2 separate regions of the Sus scrofa genome follow, and region 1 is linked to region 2. A link is a contact called in public Hi-C data. All regions are on one chromosome and are shown on one strand. The core of a region is the stretch at or near the end of the contact, and the rest is flanking DNA. Distances in the headings are between cores, read along the strand shown. Region 1 overlaps LOC102160111. Region 2 holds the start of PLXNA2 (plexin-A2).

Region 1 (3,571 bases), core at 223-2,722, 240 kb before region 2:
ATGGATGCAAATCTATTCTGCATTGAAAGGCTATACTCCAGAGTCTTAAAGATTCATCTGGAAGTGCATCTTAGTTTCTAACTTAAATCCAGCAATATCTCGAGTGAATTTTTTTAGGGTAGAATAAATCCTTGAAATATGTATTATTTATTCTACAAACTAATTATGGCCCCTGTGTGCTCAAATATTAGTAGTCATGCTGGTTCTTCTTTTGCTCTCATATCTCATACCCAGTTCTCATCAGGAAGATCTATCAGCTTCTCTTCCAAAATATATGCCGGCCCCAGCTTCTTTTTACCACGCCCCCTATTCCCGTCTTGGTCTAAGGCCCTGTCAGGGTTTGAGTTACTGTGACAGCCTCCGAGCTGGTCTTCCACAGCAGCTGGAGTGACCCCAGAAGACTATAAATTGGACGGTGTCCTGCCTCTGTCTCCTCCAGATAGAAGCCAAGTCGCCCCCCCATGACCTGGCGAACCCTACACCATCCAGCCCTCTGATGCCGTTTGCCACCCCTTCCCCCCCCTTTCCCTTTCTTGCTCTACTCAAGCCCCAAGGGCCTCCATGGAACTCCTTGAATGTGCGGCCAAGCTGTGCCTCTGAGCCTTTGCACTGGCTGATCCCTCTATCTGGAATGCCTTTCCCTCAGAAAACCTTGCAGCTTGCTCCCTCCTCTCCTTCAAACTCGTGCCCAAATGCCTCCTTCTCAAATGAGTCCTACCCTGTCACCCTATGTAAAATTACAACCTCCACCCCTCATCGTCCGTCTTCCTTCTCTCTTTTATTATTCTCCTCCCCAGCGCTTATCATTTTCTAGAACTTACATCATGTGCTTACTTAGCATGTTTGTTGTTTGTCTCCTCGCCCAGAAGCAAGCTCCCAGAGGGCAAAGCTTTCCTTGGCTTGATACACGGCTTGCTCCCCAGCAACCTGGAAACACGCCCCATGCCTCGGTAGGTACTTGCTCGTTAAAGGCGCAGTGTTGCTCCCTTGTCCCCAGGTGATGGCAGGCAGGGGGACCAACTGTCCTGGTCTGCCCAGGACTGACCTGGTTTGGGCGCTTAAAGTCCAGCATCTTGGAAAACCCTCCCATCCTGGCAAAAGGGGATGGATGGTCACGGGTGAAGAGTGTCGGGAGCAGGGGACAGCCCCCGCCCCCCACCGCGTGCCTGAGGCTGTCGCCCCAGCCTGGGCATCAGGAGGAGTCTACATCAGCACGGGATGGAGAATGGCACCATCTCAGAAAAAGCCTTTTGAGTTATGGAAATTGCAGCTTATTATGAAGGAGAAAGTGAGTTTCTATTTCCCTGTAAGTGGCACAGGAGTAGAAAAATGATTGTGTAATGATGTTTCAGTGGAACGATTATTTTCCCGAGACGGAACGACATGAAGTATCACTTTGATTACGCCCTGCCTCCTGATCCTGCCCCTCCGGCAGAGTTTAGTGGCCAATAAATCTTCCCGGAGCCTCCCTGACCTGTGGCTGCTCCCTCCACAGGGACTCCCCGCTGCCCGGTCCTCCCCGGCCCGGCTGACCCCTGCTTCTCCCAACTGTGCTTTAGGAGGATTAATCTGGGCCAGAGCTACGGTCGGAGGTGAAAGGAGACGGGGGCAGAGAGCGGGGGGCCGGTGGGGGCCCCGGGGGTGACCTTGAACCAGAGAGGCAGGCCTGCGTGGCACTGGGCAGGGGCTGCAGTGGAAAGACGGAGGGAGACATAGGGATCAGGACGCGACTGGAGAGGCAGCTCCGTGGGCTTGTTGGGGGTGACGGCAGAGGAGACGGATCCCTCAGAGGGTGAGGACGGGTCTGAAAAGCAGAAAAGCATAGCCGGGTTCACCCGCGCTGCGCGCCGAGGGGCCTTCCTCTTGCCCTGCGTGATTAAATCTCTGTATATACCGGGTTGTTTGTCCCTGGAGGCCATTTGAACCTGCTGCGGCAGCCGTAGCAAAGCCCCACAGGCTGGGTGGCTTTGACAATAGAATTTTTTTTTAGTACAGCATAGGTGGTTTTGCATGTTGTGTCAATTTCTGCTGCTCAGCAAAGTGACCCAGTCATGCATCTACATACGTCCCTTTTCTCATGACAATAGACATTTTTTTTCCAGCCTTCCATGGAAGCTGGAAGTCTGAGACCAAGGTGCTGGCTGCCAGGGTTTCTGGGAGAGCTCTCTTCCTGGCCTCCAGCCGGCCGCGCTGCCTCCTCACCAGGAAGAGAGACAGAAAGAGGTCTGGGGTCCTCCCTCTCATATAAAGACACCAGCTCTCTCAGATTTAAGCCCCCCACCGACCTCATTTTACCTTTATCACCTCCTCCCAGGCCCTGTGTCCAATCCCTTGGGCTTCAGGGACACAGGTATTCATCCCATCACACGCCCGATTGGAACTGGGTCTTCCTCTTGGACCCCAGAGAGGCAGTCCGGCAAAAGCTTGCTTGTAGCCAGAGGAGTATAGCCCATCCCCAGTCTCTCCCGAGAATTTTGCTTTGAGATTTTCAATGCTTAGAATCAGAATCACCAGCACAGGGATCTAAACCAGTGTTTTTCAGAGTTCCCGTTGTGGTTCAGTGGAAACTAACCTGACTAGTATCCATGAGGATGGGGGTTTGATCCCTGGCCCTCCTCAGTGGGTTAAGGATCCGGCATTGCCCTGAGCTGTAGGGCGCAGACGTGGCTCAGATCTGGCAGTGCTGTGCCTGTGGTACAGGCCTGCACATGTAGCTCCAATTCGACCCCTAGCCTTGGAACGTCCATGTGCTGTAGCTGCAGCCCTAAAAAAACAAAATATCAATCAATCAATTGATCAGTGGCTGTCAAAGTGTGGTCCCAGGACCAGCATATCATCTCCTGGGAACTAGTCAGAAATGCAAATCCTCAGGCCTCACCCCTGCCCCCTGACTCAGGGACTCCAGGCGTCCGTGTTTCGACAGACTCCCCGCCGCCACCCAGGGGAAACCCATTGCAGGTAGAGTTTAAGAATAATTGTGAATAAATGAAAGTCTCTCCCGAGAATTTCGCTTAGAGATTTTCGATGCTTAGAATCAGAATCACCAGCACAGGGATCTATGTACAATCGTTTGTGATAAAACATGATAGAAGATAATATGAGAAAAAGCACGTGTGTGTGTGTATATACATGTATATATGACTGGAGTGCTTTGTTGCACAGTAGGAATTGACGAAACTTTATAAATCAACTATAATAATTAAAAACAAACAAAGAAAAAACAATCAGAATCACCCGGAGAGCTTATAACAACACCGATTGTCCGGCCCATTGGTGGGGGTTTTGACCCGGGGGCCTGAGCTGAGGCTCCAGGGTCTGTATGTCTAATAAGCTCCCAGGGAGGCTGATGCTGCTGGCTCCGGAGCCACGGCCCTGGACACGCTCCTGGAAAGGCACTCACAACCACGGACTGAGTTTCAGAGTGCTCTCTGTCCCCTTCTCTCCGCCACACTTGACAGGGCCTTGCTTCCAGACCTGATGTTGCCTTGGGCCGCCACTTAGTCCCCAGCGTCCCGCACTGGGGGCCGCACTGGGGGCTGGGTGCCTGCCACTCCCAGGCCAGAGCTCTGCC
Region 2 (3,209 bases), core at 118-2,617:
GGTCCAGCCCAGCCCAGCTGCCCATCTCCATCTGCTGTGCCCGAACTTTGTCCACTGTGCTCAGCAAGGAAGGGCGTGAGTGGGTGCCCACATTCCTGCGGGTTCCTCTGAGCTGCTGGGCCCCCAAACCAGGGCCTTAAAGGGGTCCTGTCTTCTGCCCCTTGCACATCCGCTCCTGGGATATGCAGTGGCATACACTAGGCTCTTAGATCCCCACAGGAGACCCAGGCTGACTTCCATGACCACTTCATGAGGCCCTTGTTTCTAGACGCAACTGACATGGAACCTCAAGTCCCCCACCCCACCCCCATTCTCTACCCTTCTGAGCTGAGTTGAAGTGGGCAGCTCCTCTGGGGCAAGGGTCAGGCCGAACAGGTGGCTAGTTGTCAGGGACCTGGAACAGCATTTTCTCACAACTCTCTCTTTGGTCAGCCAGCCCATGACTACCATATGGATCCAGGGACCTGTGGGATGGCTAAAAAGGGCTAGAATTTTCTAAGATCTCCATATCACTTCTGGGGTGGGGCAAGAAGCCCAAGGAGGGAAAGAGTCTAAAATGATTAATAAGGAGCTTCTGGGACCCTGGCCGAGCTCCTCCTTGGGCCCCCAGCCATCTCTGGAACCTCAAACCAGGGGATGGTGCAGATGGGGGCTTCACCAGAAGGAAGCGCAGAGGGGGGTATGGGGCACTTGTCCCATTCGCTGCCCTGGAATCTCTCCCCGGAGCCTCTGGAAGCTGCGCAAAGGGGACCTTCCCCTTGATTCCCAAGTCCCTGGCTCTGAAGGAACAGTCGGCGGCCTCCGGGGACTCCTGGACCAGCGTGAACGCCCCCACACCGAGCGCCGGCCACAGTGGCCCGGGCTCTCCCGCTCGTGCAGGGTCACCGAGACCCGCATCCGGCTGCAGCTCGTGGGACAGCCCCCCGCCCCCGGGGCCCCCGAGGCCCCCGGGGCCGCAGGGTGCCGGCAGGTGCGCCGCCCGCCCGCAGCCCGGCGGGGAAGCGGGGCGCCCGCGGGGAAGCCCGGGCGGGAGGCGGCGGCGGCGGCGGCGGCGAGTCCGCCCGCCCAGGCGCGCGCGCCGCGCTCCGGCCCGCGGAAAGTGGCCGACCCCGCGCGGGGACTCGCCCGCCGCGGCGGAGCCGGGGGCTCGGGGCCGAGACCCGCGGAGGCGGGCGCGCTTCGGGGGAGCGGGCGGAGGGCGCCGCGGACGCCGATCGCCCGGCCCCGGGCTCCGCTTACCCAGCTCGGCGACGTCGGTCTGTCCTTCCGTCCCCGGTGCGGCCGCTTTGGCCGCCGGCTGCCGAGGCCGGCGTGCGGTCCCTCTCGCCGCCAGCAGCTCGTGATCACCGAGACGACCAAACCCACATGGAGTCCAAATTCATTAAAATCCACGTCAAGCCAGCAGCCACTTATCTGTATTCCTGAAGTGGCCCCTCGGTCTCCGGTCCGCGCGCCCCTCAGTCCTCTGCCGCCCCGCAGCAGCCCCACCGGGCGCTGTCGCCGGCTCGCGGGGGGAACCGGGAGGCGCCGAGGGGGCGTGGGGGGTGGCTGGCGCTGTGTCTCCTTGGGAAGCAGCAAAGCCCCGGCCGTCTTCAGATTTTTCCAGCGCGACTTTCCGGGCTCCTCTGACATCAGCAATCGCGGCGCTTCCTTCCCTTCTCGCTCCCGGTCCGCTCACAGTCCCACTTCCTCCGGGAACCTGGCTCTCCGGATCTATTTCGAGGTTTGCTTCGCTCGCTCCGGCGCCCGCGTTCCCCGCCGCTCCCGAGCTCGCGGGCTCTCTCTCCGGATCGCCTGGCCTCCCGGCTGAAAAATTCCCAGCAACTGCGCTCCGCCGCCCTCCAGCTCCAGTCTGGCGCGGACGCCGCTCCGCCCGGCAGCTCAGGCTCCGGCCGGCGGGCGGCGGCGGCCGGCGGGCAGCGGCGGCGGCGGCAGAGCCCACAGCGCCGGCCTCCCTATATTACCATGCAGCTCATTATCATAGAGGCCGCGCGCGTTAACCCCTTCCTTGCTGGCCGCGCCTGCCCGGGCTGGGGCCGCGCCCGCCGCTGGCACCGCCCGCCGCAGCCAGCCCCTGCCCCCACCCCGCCCGCCCGGACTTCCTCCTCCGCCAGCTGTCAACAAAGGAGAATGAGGCTGGGCATCGGGAGGCGGCCCCGCTGCTTTCCTGCGCCCGGCTCAGCCCGGATCCACCGGCCACCTTAAGTGGCCGAGGGGGCAACAAAAATCCTGCCCGGGGCCTGGGATCCGGGTGGAGGCCTGGCAAGCCCAGCTGGCTAGGGCTCCGGTGCCGGAGCTCAGGACGCAGACAGAGCGGGTGAGGGCAGTGGGGACGTGGGCTTCCCCTCCTGGAGCACCACCTGTGCCCGCGCACATCCTGCACACCTCCCTCTTGGTCTTTAATTTGAGGGGTGCGTTGGGAGGTACCGGCCATGGCTGATGAGGTTAAGAAGGGGTTCTCGGAATACGTGCAGGCAAATTGCTTCTGCTCGTGAATCTCAAAAAGCCAACAAGCTGTCAAATGAGGTTTGAAGTTGTTGTTACTCATTCTAATTTTTATAAGGCAAAAATGAGCCCTGCTCTCAAGCTTCCAGCTCTATTAGGGATCGGGGGCATCTGGCAAGTGTGTGTGTGGGGGGGGGGCGGCAGGGACCAGTGGGAAGTTTTCTGTATCCGGACCCAGGGAGCCTGCCTGGCAAGGGAATCAGGGCAAGGGAATCAGAGCGGTGGCGGTAAAACTTATTTTAATAACCCAAAGTGAGAGGGGTCTGAATGTCGGATGGCAATGCCTCAGTGCCGACCATTGCTCCCGTGCCATGTAGAGTCTCGGTATCTCCGCAGCCTCTGGGCCTGGCTTTGCGAAAGAGGCTTGCAAGCTAGACCCCAGCGAGCTCGCAGGATCTGCGTAGTCCCTGCTCGCGATGAGAGCACAGGCGAGTTGACTCAACACGTCCAAGTATTCCGGCAGGCTCTCTACTGCCCTCTCGTGGCCATAGTTCTCAACGGTGTAAACAGAAAACTATTCACTGGGAAACCCTAAAGGGAGGCTCACCTAATTCTCAGAGCAGCCAGGGTCTCAAAAAAAAAAAAGAATTGTAGACTCACGGGTTGTCCTGAGCAATCACCCATTCAGTACAGTATTGGAGGATATGTAGGATTTTACTTCATCCACAGACATTAGCTAATTCTTCAAAAGTTTTTTCTTCCTT

What was found. A called contact is a pair of places that touch in the nucleus more often than the background predicts.
Region 1: a Hi-C map of omental adipose tissue shows a contact between it and region 2, with 2.5 times the contacts expected there. The contact joins the enhancer-like site here to the promoter of PLXNA2 in region 2. A contact is called at or near these places in 1 of 5 promoter capture datasets (fetal skeletal muscle), 13 of 47 Hi-C or Micro-C datasets (alveolar macrophages, embryonic fibroblasts, epiblast stem cells and 10 more) and 2 of 2 datasets of contacts at active chromatin or transcription factors (alveolar macrophages and skeletal muscle).

What each region holds. Positions count from the first base shown.
Region 1 is chr9:134,818,997-134,822,567 of Sscrofa11.1, reverse strand. The region is part of intron 2 of LOC102160111; the gene reads left to right. Among named protein-coding and RNA genes, the nearest start is that of CD34, 92 kb to the left of the region's middle. Within about 2 kb of position 1,472, at least 3 of the 83 cell types and tissues checked have an H3K27ac peak or open chromatin away from gene starts, as enhancers often do. A contact at or near this core is called in omental adipose tissue, where this site is marked.
Region 2 is chr9:134,582,918-134,586,126 of Sscrofa11.1, reverse strand. PLXNA2 (plexin-A2) reads right to left here and starts at 1,367. Exons shown (of 35, transcript XM_021063894.1): 1 at 1,240-1,367.